Linked DNA regions of Zea mays: all the other regions are linked to region 3. A link is a contact called in public Hi-C data. All regions are on one chromosome and are shown on one strand. Each heading gives the region's core, a stretch centred on a gene start, on an enhancer-like site or on the middle of the called end of the contact. The rest is flanking DNA. Distances are from core to core; before and after follow the strand shown. Region 1 has its middle 140 kb from the start of LOC100382063. Region 2 has its middle 97 kb from the start of LOC100382063. Region 3 overlaps LOC103648908 (phosphoinositide phosphatase SAC7).

Region 1 (2,700 bases), core at 177-2,676, 200 kb before region 3:
AAATTCAGAGAAGCGCTAGTGAAAAGAGTAGCATTTCAGTTCAGATCGCACCTCTTATATGTTTTGTCTATATGGCTAGATTTTGCACAAAGATATGTTGGAGAAAGGAGATTTCATGGTAACTGAATCTGATGCATATGGAACACGTCTCCTCTGTATGTCAGAGTCTTCTCCTCAACACCGAAACTCCAGAGATGACCTTGCAACTCCAACACACCCTTTGCATCTTCATTCTTCTTCTTGCCCACAACATCTTTACCATTGTGATTGGCGGCATGACAGTCAGTATTCGCGGCCTCCCAAACAAACCGGAAGATTTGGAGGGCACGGCTCAGTTGCTTGATGCCGCTCCTGATCGTCGATTCATCGCCATCGATCAGGAATTCTGCGGCGTGAACGGTAACATTCCTGCCTCCCTCGCCAGAAATGCATTTGCCGACGTGCACCTCCATGTCCCGGACGGAGCCATAGAGGTAGAAGAGGAGCAGCGTGTACAGGCACCTGGAGGAGTGCCCCAGGCTCTTGGACAGCTTCCTCTGCACCAGGCAGTCCTGCCGGCGCGCCTCCTTGAAGGCTATGTCCCGTTCAATGACGACGTCACGTATCTGGTACAACCCCTCCTTCATGGCCTCCACCTTCTGCACATGCCCGGTGAGTCGATCCTCCATCTCCAGGCTCCTGGCGAGGTCAGTAAACATGTCCAGCACTTCTTGCCACTTCTTGGCGGGAGCCGTCGGTTCTGCTGGTTTCTTGAACGGCGTTGGGCGCATCCAGGACGGCGATGAGGACGTCGCCGTGTCCGACAGGAAGCCGTTGCAAGCGGAGGCGATCTGCTCGGCCATCTTGATCCCTGGGCTCGGGCTATCCAGAGACGCCATGTCGGCCTGGAGATCCCCGAGCACCGCCTCGAGCGCGCCCCGCCAGACGTGGTGCTGCGTCACCTGCGGGCAGACGTTGAGCCGCACGCTCTTCCTCCGCTGGGCTGATACGCCGAGCACGTCGCAGACCTGCGTCAGCGATCTCAGCGACGTCACCTCCATCTTCAGCGGCGGGTGGCCGCGGCTCACGGTGGCCACGGCGGCGACGAACTCACCCGCGAGCGCGTCAAAGTGCGCGGCCCGGGTGGCGGCGTGCGGGCATGCGACGAGGGATCCCCTCGCCCCGTGCCACGGAAAGCCACCTGCAACCCCTGCCAGTGACCCCGAATGACGGAGCAGCCGGGCGTATGCTGCCCGGTACCATCGCCGCGGAAGCGGGGCGCGGTCTCGCACATCGTCCTCTTCGGGCGAGGCCGGGCCTGGTTTGAAGTGAATACTGCGGCGGTGGGCACCGCACAGCCCGCAGATGGCTGGGGCGAGCACGCAGAGCGCGGCATTCGCGCGCAGAAAGGTCTCCGAAATGCTGCGACATTCCATCGAACAGGCTGTGTGCAGGCTGCGACCCTCCCCGAACGCTCTCACGTCGCCGTGGAATGGTCTGCGCGTGCGTGCCCTACCTCAGGCGGTCGAGAGGTTTTGAAATATGACCCCACCCAAATCATAAGCATTTCAACACCCTATCATAATGAGCTACTATGGACCAGGGTGTCAAAACTTACGAATTAGATGCTAAATTTTAAAATTTCTCCAGACGGTCAGATATACTTTTATTGGTCTTGGGTGTTTGGTTCACCTGGCAAAAATTTGGTTTGTATTACACTACATCAAATATTTGAATATTAATTATAAGTATTAAATTTAGGCTTAATAAGTTTAATAAATTTGTCCCTTTTTAGCCTTTATATATGTAATTAGTTTTTATAATTAAATTATATTTAATATTTATAATTCAAATGTTTGATGTAACATAGGCTACTTTTACGCATAAAGCCTCAAAGCTTCAGAAATAGTGTAACTGTCCTTTTTGAAGGTGCGTTTTTTAAAGAAGTCTTCAACCATTTGGTAGTTCGAGTTCCTGTTGTTGTTGTTCAGTGGGCAGTCGCGGCAGTGCTGCCACTGGTGAAGCTATCTTCAATAGCCTTCCTATCACACTCACTATCTCACTTTTCGTTTCAAACTCCATTCTACAAACAGTATATTTACAGTGATTATGCATGTCCATATGCACGCTATTTTTGGAGTCAGCCTGAACTATAAGGCTAGGAGAAATGTTATCGATAAAATTGGTATTTTACTAAGCTTTGTTGAACATTGAACGGTTCCAAGAGTTCTCCAAGCTTTCTCCCTCTCGTCAAGTCCTATATACCGGAGTTCCTCTAGGTATCCCTCTCGAAAGAGGGGAGAGAGCCAGGGGAGTCTAATCTCCTCTTTCATTAATAGTGCTTTTAATTTTAAAATTAAATATTTTCAAATTTAATTACATGATAATAATATATATTACGATATTATAAATATTGTATATTTTAAACTCTAAAAGTGACATAGAAAAGTCTCATATTGTGTCAAAGTGTAAAGGGAGCTGAATAAGAGAAACAGTTGCAAAGAAGGTGAAATAGAGATAAGAATTCTTGAGAAAAATGTATATAAAAACGTATAGTAAGTATGAATAGAGAGATTTGAAAGTGAAACCATTGTAAAAAGGCTTTACTGCTCCCAATTTCGCTCTGTCACAGATCGTGGCCATCATCAGATAGTTGTCGTGGCCATCATCTATGTAAGCTATTCTTTGTGAAGTTAAACGGATGTGCAATCAAAACTTTCA
Region 2 (2,700 bases), core at 24-2,523, 160 kb before region 3:
ACCCAAATAGTGAGAGTAATAGAATGTACAAGAATTGGGAAATATAAAATGTTCATTTGACCACTTGTCTTGTTATTCTCACTTTTGCATATTTCAAATCATGGGTTAACCTTGACTACCAACAATTATACTAAATAAAGAAAATGGTGCATCATGTTGGAGTTTAATTGCTTGTGCATTTAATGATAAAAATAATAATAATAAAAATACATTAATAAGGAGAAGGAGGTTTAACCTAATTTGAAACCTAGAATTTGAAGATGAAATAGAAAAGGAAGACTACATGCAAAGTAAGAAAAGTATACAAATAAAGATATTATTTCATGCCGTTATTTTTGAATTGTACATTTAAATCTAGGTACAAAAAATTCACAACAAACTTTTGATTCAAATTTGAGGTTCTAAAATAAAAATAAAATAAAACCAGAAAATGCAAAAAGAATAAAAATAAGAAGGGGGTGCACTCCGGTTGGGCCAAAACCTAGCTACAGCGGCCCACCTGACTTTCCTTTCCGCGCACCCTAGCCCAACAATCGTCCGCGGCGCCGACCTGTGGGCCCTAGATGCCAGCAACACGACCCCGTACGCCGTTTTCCATTTTCTCGGCCTTTGGTGGATGGGAACGGGCTCGCCGGCCTATCAGGGTCAGACTGTGGCGTGACCTCCTCTCGGTCTCTGGCGCTAGGCCCCGTTGTCAGCGTCGATCGATTAACGTAGTGCGCGCTATTCTCGGCGCTGCTGGCTCAACTGCCCCTGTGTATCTATATAACTACAGGGCATTGTCATTTCTTCCCCCTGCTTCATCTTCGTGGCGCCTTCGTCGGAGTTTACTCAGGCGGCGGGTCATCACTCGACGATGACGGTCAGTGCAAAATGCAAACTCTGGTGAGCCCACTTTCCCCTCTGCGGTGTCCTTGGATGCATCGGTTGGTCATGAGTGGGCGAGGATGGCGAGGTTGGGGGCGGTCCTGGGGCCGGCAAACCGCTGGTGTACCCTTGTGGGTCAGTGGCTAGTGCTGGTCTTGGTCGGGCAGAGCGCCGGTTGGCCGGTTGGAGAGAGAGAATCAGGTATGGCGCGGTCGGCTGTGCCTTGGCGTCGAGAGGTTGAAGACGCCAATATGTCCATAGATCATGAAATAGACGACTGGGATTAGTCTGGCGCATCCGTTCAACAGGGAATTGATCTTGTCCGTCGATCAAAGTACCAGGGCGTGGGATTTTATGTCGGGCTGGTGGGCACGCGCCCGTGGATTGGGGATCCAACGGCCACCAGAGCTCTAGTTCACTTAGCGGGGGTGTAATCCGAACCGTTAGATCTTGATCAGGCGGCCCACGTTGAACGATACCCCTTCGTCCAGTTCTTTTGCTAAAGAGTCCCTGAACTTCACAGAAATAAACCCGTAGTCCATCACATGTTAAGAAACGTATACCCTGAGTCTTAGAACTTTTACAAGTTAGCCCCTGTGCTCTTCAGTATTTCTGTGCGCAATACAGAGAGATGTTGAATGGAATAAAAATTATAGAAAATGAGTTTTTGTATTAAAATAGTTATAGAAACTTGTTTAAATCATAATAAATCCATTTTAATTCCTTTTTGATCCATTCCAGTTGCATTAATTCTGTATTAATATTGTCTATCAACTAGTAACTTTGTTTATTCATGAAACATAGAGTAAAATTCATTAAGCTTAATCTAAAGCAACCACTTAATAACTTCAGAAAATCATAACTCGATAATTGTAACTCCAAATTTAGTGATTCTTGTTCCTACGATCTCGTTACGATGCGTAGAATATTATTATGCATTATGATCTCATGTTTGGTGTGATGTTAATTTCTCCCGTACCGTGTTTGTTTGTATTGTTTCGAGTAGACGAGCAAGCCACTAAGGACCCAGGTGTTCAGCAGGTGGATAATTCTGAGCAGGAGCTCGTTGAAGGCAAGTTGTGCCCTTGACCACTTTTATTTACCCAATAATGTTCTCTTTAATCACCATGGCATGTTTAGGCTTAATTTTGATGGGACCCAATAGGTCACCCTAGTCTGTTTTATCCTGTGCCTTGATCACCACTGAACTTTTTGGGTAGTCTTGCTATTGCTATATATGGTTTTGGGTGTTGAGATAAATTTGACACATGATCATTCTTTATTATCACTGTTGATTATTTATTGTTCATGATAAGATTACTGTGTTAATTGGAACATGGAGAACCACCCGGGAAAACAGTGCTACCACAAGGGTGGAATGGGACACCCTTGGCCAAGTAATTAAGAAAGCTAGGGAGAGATTACCTTACCTGAAAGGGGCAAGCTGGGAGGCGTCGTTGCAGAGTATAGGGAGGTTCTCGGGTCGGACTGCCTGGCATTCCGGACAGGGGATTCCTATGCTTCCTTCTTCCTAAATCCATAGCGGGTTTTCTTGAACTAGTGGAACTTTGGAAAGGCCTTGTAGTGCTACCCTGCCTCGTCTCCTCGGTAGAGAAGAACGGGAAGTCGCGATCCCTTGGCAGATGGGTAACATGACTTGTGGGTAAAGATGCACAACCTGTACATAGTGTAAAATTGGTATATCAACTATGCTCACAGTCATGAGCGGCTCGGACACTCACATGATTAATTTATGGAAGTTAAATTTAATTTGTCATTTGCATTGCATTGTGGTTTATTATCAATTTTGATCTACTATTACTTTGGGTTGGT
Region 3 (2,700 bases), core at 177-2,676:
TTGGGATTATAATCTATCCAGATTATATAATGTAAATTTTCTTAGTTCAATAAAGTTGATTATATAATCTAAACAGATTATAATCCCAAACAAACAAACCCTTAATCATGACATAACAATACATGCAAATATGCCTATCGGTGGTTTATTTTTCCCAAAAGAACAAAAAATATCAGTCTTCAATGTGATATCTTACCTTGTTTAAGTGCAATAATCAAGAACATAAGAGCTCCCACAACCAACGCGAAAGCAATGCGGAAGGACTGCATAGGGAAATTGTAGATTATTGTGCCAGCGTAATTCACAAAAATACTTTTGAGAATGTTTGCAAGTCTACAAAGAGGAGTTTCTAACTTATTTTGTCTTACCAATAATCACAGAAATCATTATACACTAGCGCACATGGATAACTAATAAGATTGTAACTTAGTCTCATAAGATTTCTTCAATGAGAAAGCTTTATTATCAAGTAGTATACTCAATCAGAAAATGATGCTTGGTTCGTGAAATGCTAAATAGATCAAAGAAAGAGCTCTCTACTTATTTTTATTTTACAGTTGTAAAAATCAAATGCAGTAGTTCATTATAGAAAAAAATGTTTTATGGCGATGTAACAAGGAAAAATATTTTTGAGAGGTTATTAGCATGGAGAACACATGAAGAATTTGAAATTAGAAGGTACATTATGATGATCGCATCTAGTCAAAGCAATTTCAAGCAATGTCAATAGTACCCACCGCATAATTCTCCAGAAGTCCTTGTTTGCTTAGAGCTGCCATGTCCCGACTAACAGAGGAGATGTAATGTCCTTGAAGAAGATCCATGGCATCCTATATTAGGCAACAAAATAGGGATAATGAATGGCTGCACTCTGATAGAACTCTTATCCCGATGATCACATGTTTTAGATGGAAAGAAGTCATATCCTAAAATTAAATGTATGTATGCGTCATTCAAAGAGCTACAGAAAAGAGGGTTTGTCTGTATGTGTTGTGCTACTACTGATGGAGAGAAAATAAAAGGGTACAAAGACCACCACCCATTCAGACACCCCACAAAATAAAAAGGTTGACTACATAGGATTCACTACATCCTGGAGACTAGAAAATAAAAGGCCACAAAAAATGTATTTTACCAAACAGTCTCATGAACATAGTTACTAAGACGGCAAGGCGAAGTAAGGCGATCGACCCTTTTTTATCTTTTAAGCGATAAGGTGTAAGACGATGCGACGTCTTAATAATATATAAAAGATAATAAAAATAAAATATATAGAAATATAGTCCCAAATAGATGTATTACACTAGCAAATAGGGTCCGGTCAGTCCAAGCAGTTCATAAACCAGCCCAGCAGCCCACTTAGCCCATCAAAAGTAGGTTACCCACCCGACACAGCCACTTCTTTCCCTTCCCTCCCATTCGCTCCCTTAGCCGCCAGGCTCTTCTCCCCCCGCCGCCAACAGCCCAACACTGAGCTCGTCGCCGCCAGCAGCCCAACACTCAGGTCGCCGCCAGCAGCCCAACACTCAGGTCGCCGCCGCCAGCACTGCTCTGCGCATGTGCGCCCCCTCTCCTCTTCCCTCCTCCGTCTATCTCGTCGCCAGAACTACTCTAGGCGGGCGTCGCGCGCCTTCCAGGCCACCGGCCGCCAGCAACCGGCGCGGCCACTCAAGCGCCCCCTCACGACCGCCTTTCCCTCCGTAACGCGGGTGCCAGCGGGCAGAGCCCTCTCCCACTCGCATTCCGCTCGCCTTAGGCGCTCGGTAAGGCGAGGCGGACGGCTTATCTCGGCCGAGCGCTTTACCGCATCCTTGAGGACGCCTTAATAACTCTGCTCCTAAATATTATTTGTTTTACAATATTTGGTTTGCTAGTGAAATACATGGCAAACTGTAGGCAGAAAGCACTTCACTTAATGCACACACAAACTACTGTTGACTGTCCAAAGGATCATCAATTATGTCAATCTATATTACCCATTGCATTTTTATATTATGAAAAAACAGTATTACACATAGTAACCCTACAGTTTCTCCCCTAAAAAACTCGACCCTTGGGGGTGAAAACTCCTATAGCCTAAGGAGTCGAACTCAAGACATGAGAAATATTATTTAGACACCTAACCAACTCAGCTATAAACTCTTTCACAACAATTTCTTACATAGCTCTAGTTACATATTTGTATTGCTACCTGTATACAATTGTAAGAGCAACTAAGCAATAGCCCACAATCAGGACCTCTATTTTTGATTATTGAAGGTTCTCCTACTTTTTGGTGCCCTGATTTCTATGTTCCGCTATAGTAAAACCTCTAAATCAAAGCACCTACTTTTCTAGGACATATGTGTACGTGATATAGGGAGGGGTTGTTGGGAGCCCAAGGCTTCCAATAGTTACAGAAAGTCCCAACCAATTCGTGCTTCTAGTCGCACCAGCCATCCCTGACCCCACTAGGAGCACCGATGTGTGTTTTTGGTTCAATCGGGTGGGAATCGGCCCGATCGGCATACTGGTGGCCGCACCGCCAGGTTTGAGCGTTAAATACTCTCAAGTTTAAGTGTAAATAGTGTCAGATATAGCGTAAATATTGGCACAACGGTCAACGTGATGTTGCTTACGACCCAAACATAACAGACGTGTATGAATCCAGGTGGTTACCGTAAATACAGAGCCAACGTGAGAGACGTGGAAATCTCTGAG

What was found. A called contact is a pair of places that touch in the nucleus more often than the background predicts.
Region 1: a contact with region 3 is called in a Hi-C map of ear, with 1.7 times the contacts expected there. The contact joins two enhancer-like sites. A contact is called at or near these places in 2 of 25 Hi-C or Micro-C datasets (ear and tassel).
Region 2: a contact with region 3 is called in a Hi-C map of endosperm, with 2.7 times the contacts expected there. The contact joins two enhancer-like sites. A contact is called at or near these places in 2 of 25 Hi-C or Micro-C datasets (ear and endosperm).

What each region holds. Positions count from the first base shown.
Region 1 is chr2:130,143,782-130,146,481 of Zm-B73-REFERENCE-NAM-5.0, reverse strand. No RefSeq gene overlaps it. Among protein-coding and RNA genes, the nearest start is that of LOC100382063, 140 kb to the right of the region's middle. Within about 2 kb of position 1,426, at least 10 of the 20 cell types and tissues checked have an H3K27ac peak or open chromatin away from gene starts, as enhancers often do. A contact at or near this core is called in ear, where this site is marked.
Region 2 is chr2:130,101,179-130,103,878 of Zm-B73-REFERENCE-NAM-5.0, reverse strand. No RefSeq gene overlaps it. Among protein-coding and RNA genes, the nearest start is that of LOC100382063, 97 kb to the right of the region's middle. Within about 2 kb of position 1,273, at least 17 of the 20 cell types and tissues checked have an H3K27ac peak or open chromatin away from gene starts, as enhancers often do. A contact at or near this core is called in ear and endosperm, where this site is marked.
Region 3 is chr2:129,944,372-129,947,071 of Zm-B73-REFERENCE-NAM-5.0, reverse strand. It overlaps LOC103648908 (phosphoinositide phosphatase SAC7), which reads right to left. Exons shown (of 19, transcript XM_020548405.1): 17 at 738-830; 18 at 197-263. Among protein-coding and RNA genes, the nearest start is that of LOC100382063, 59 kb to the left of the region's middle. Within about 2 kb of position 1,426, at least 19 of the 20 cell types and tissues checked have an H3K27ac peak or open chromatin away from gene starts, as enhancers often do. A contact at or near this core is called in ear and endosperm, where this site is marked.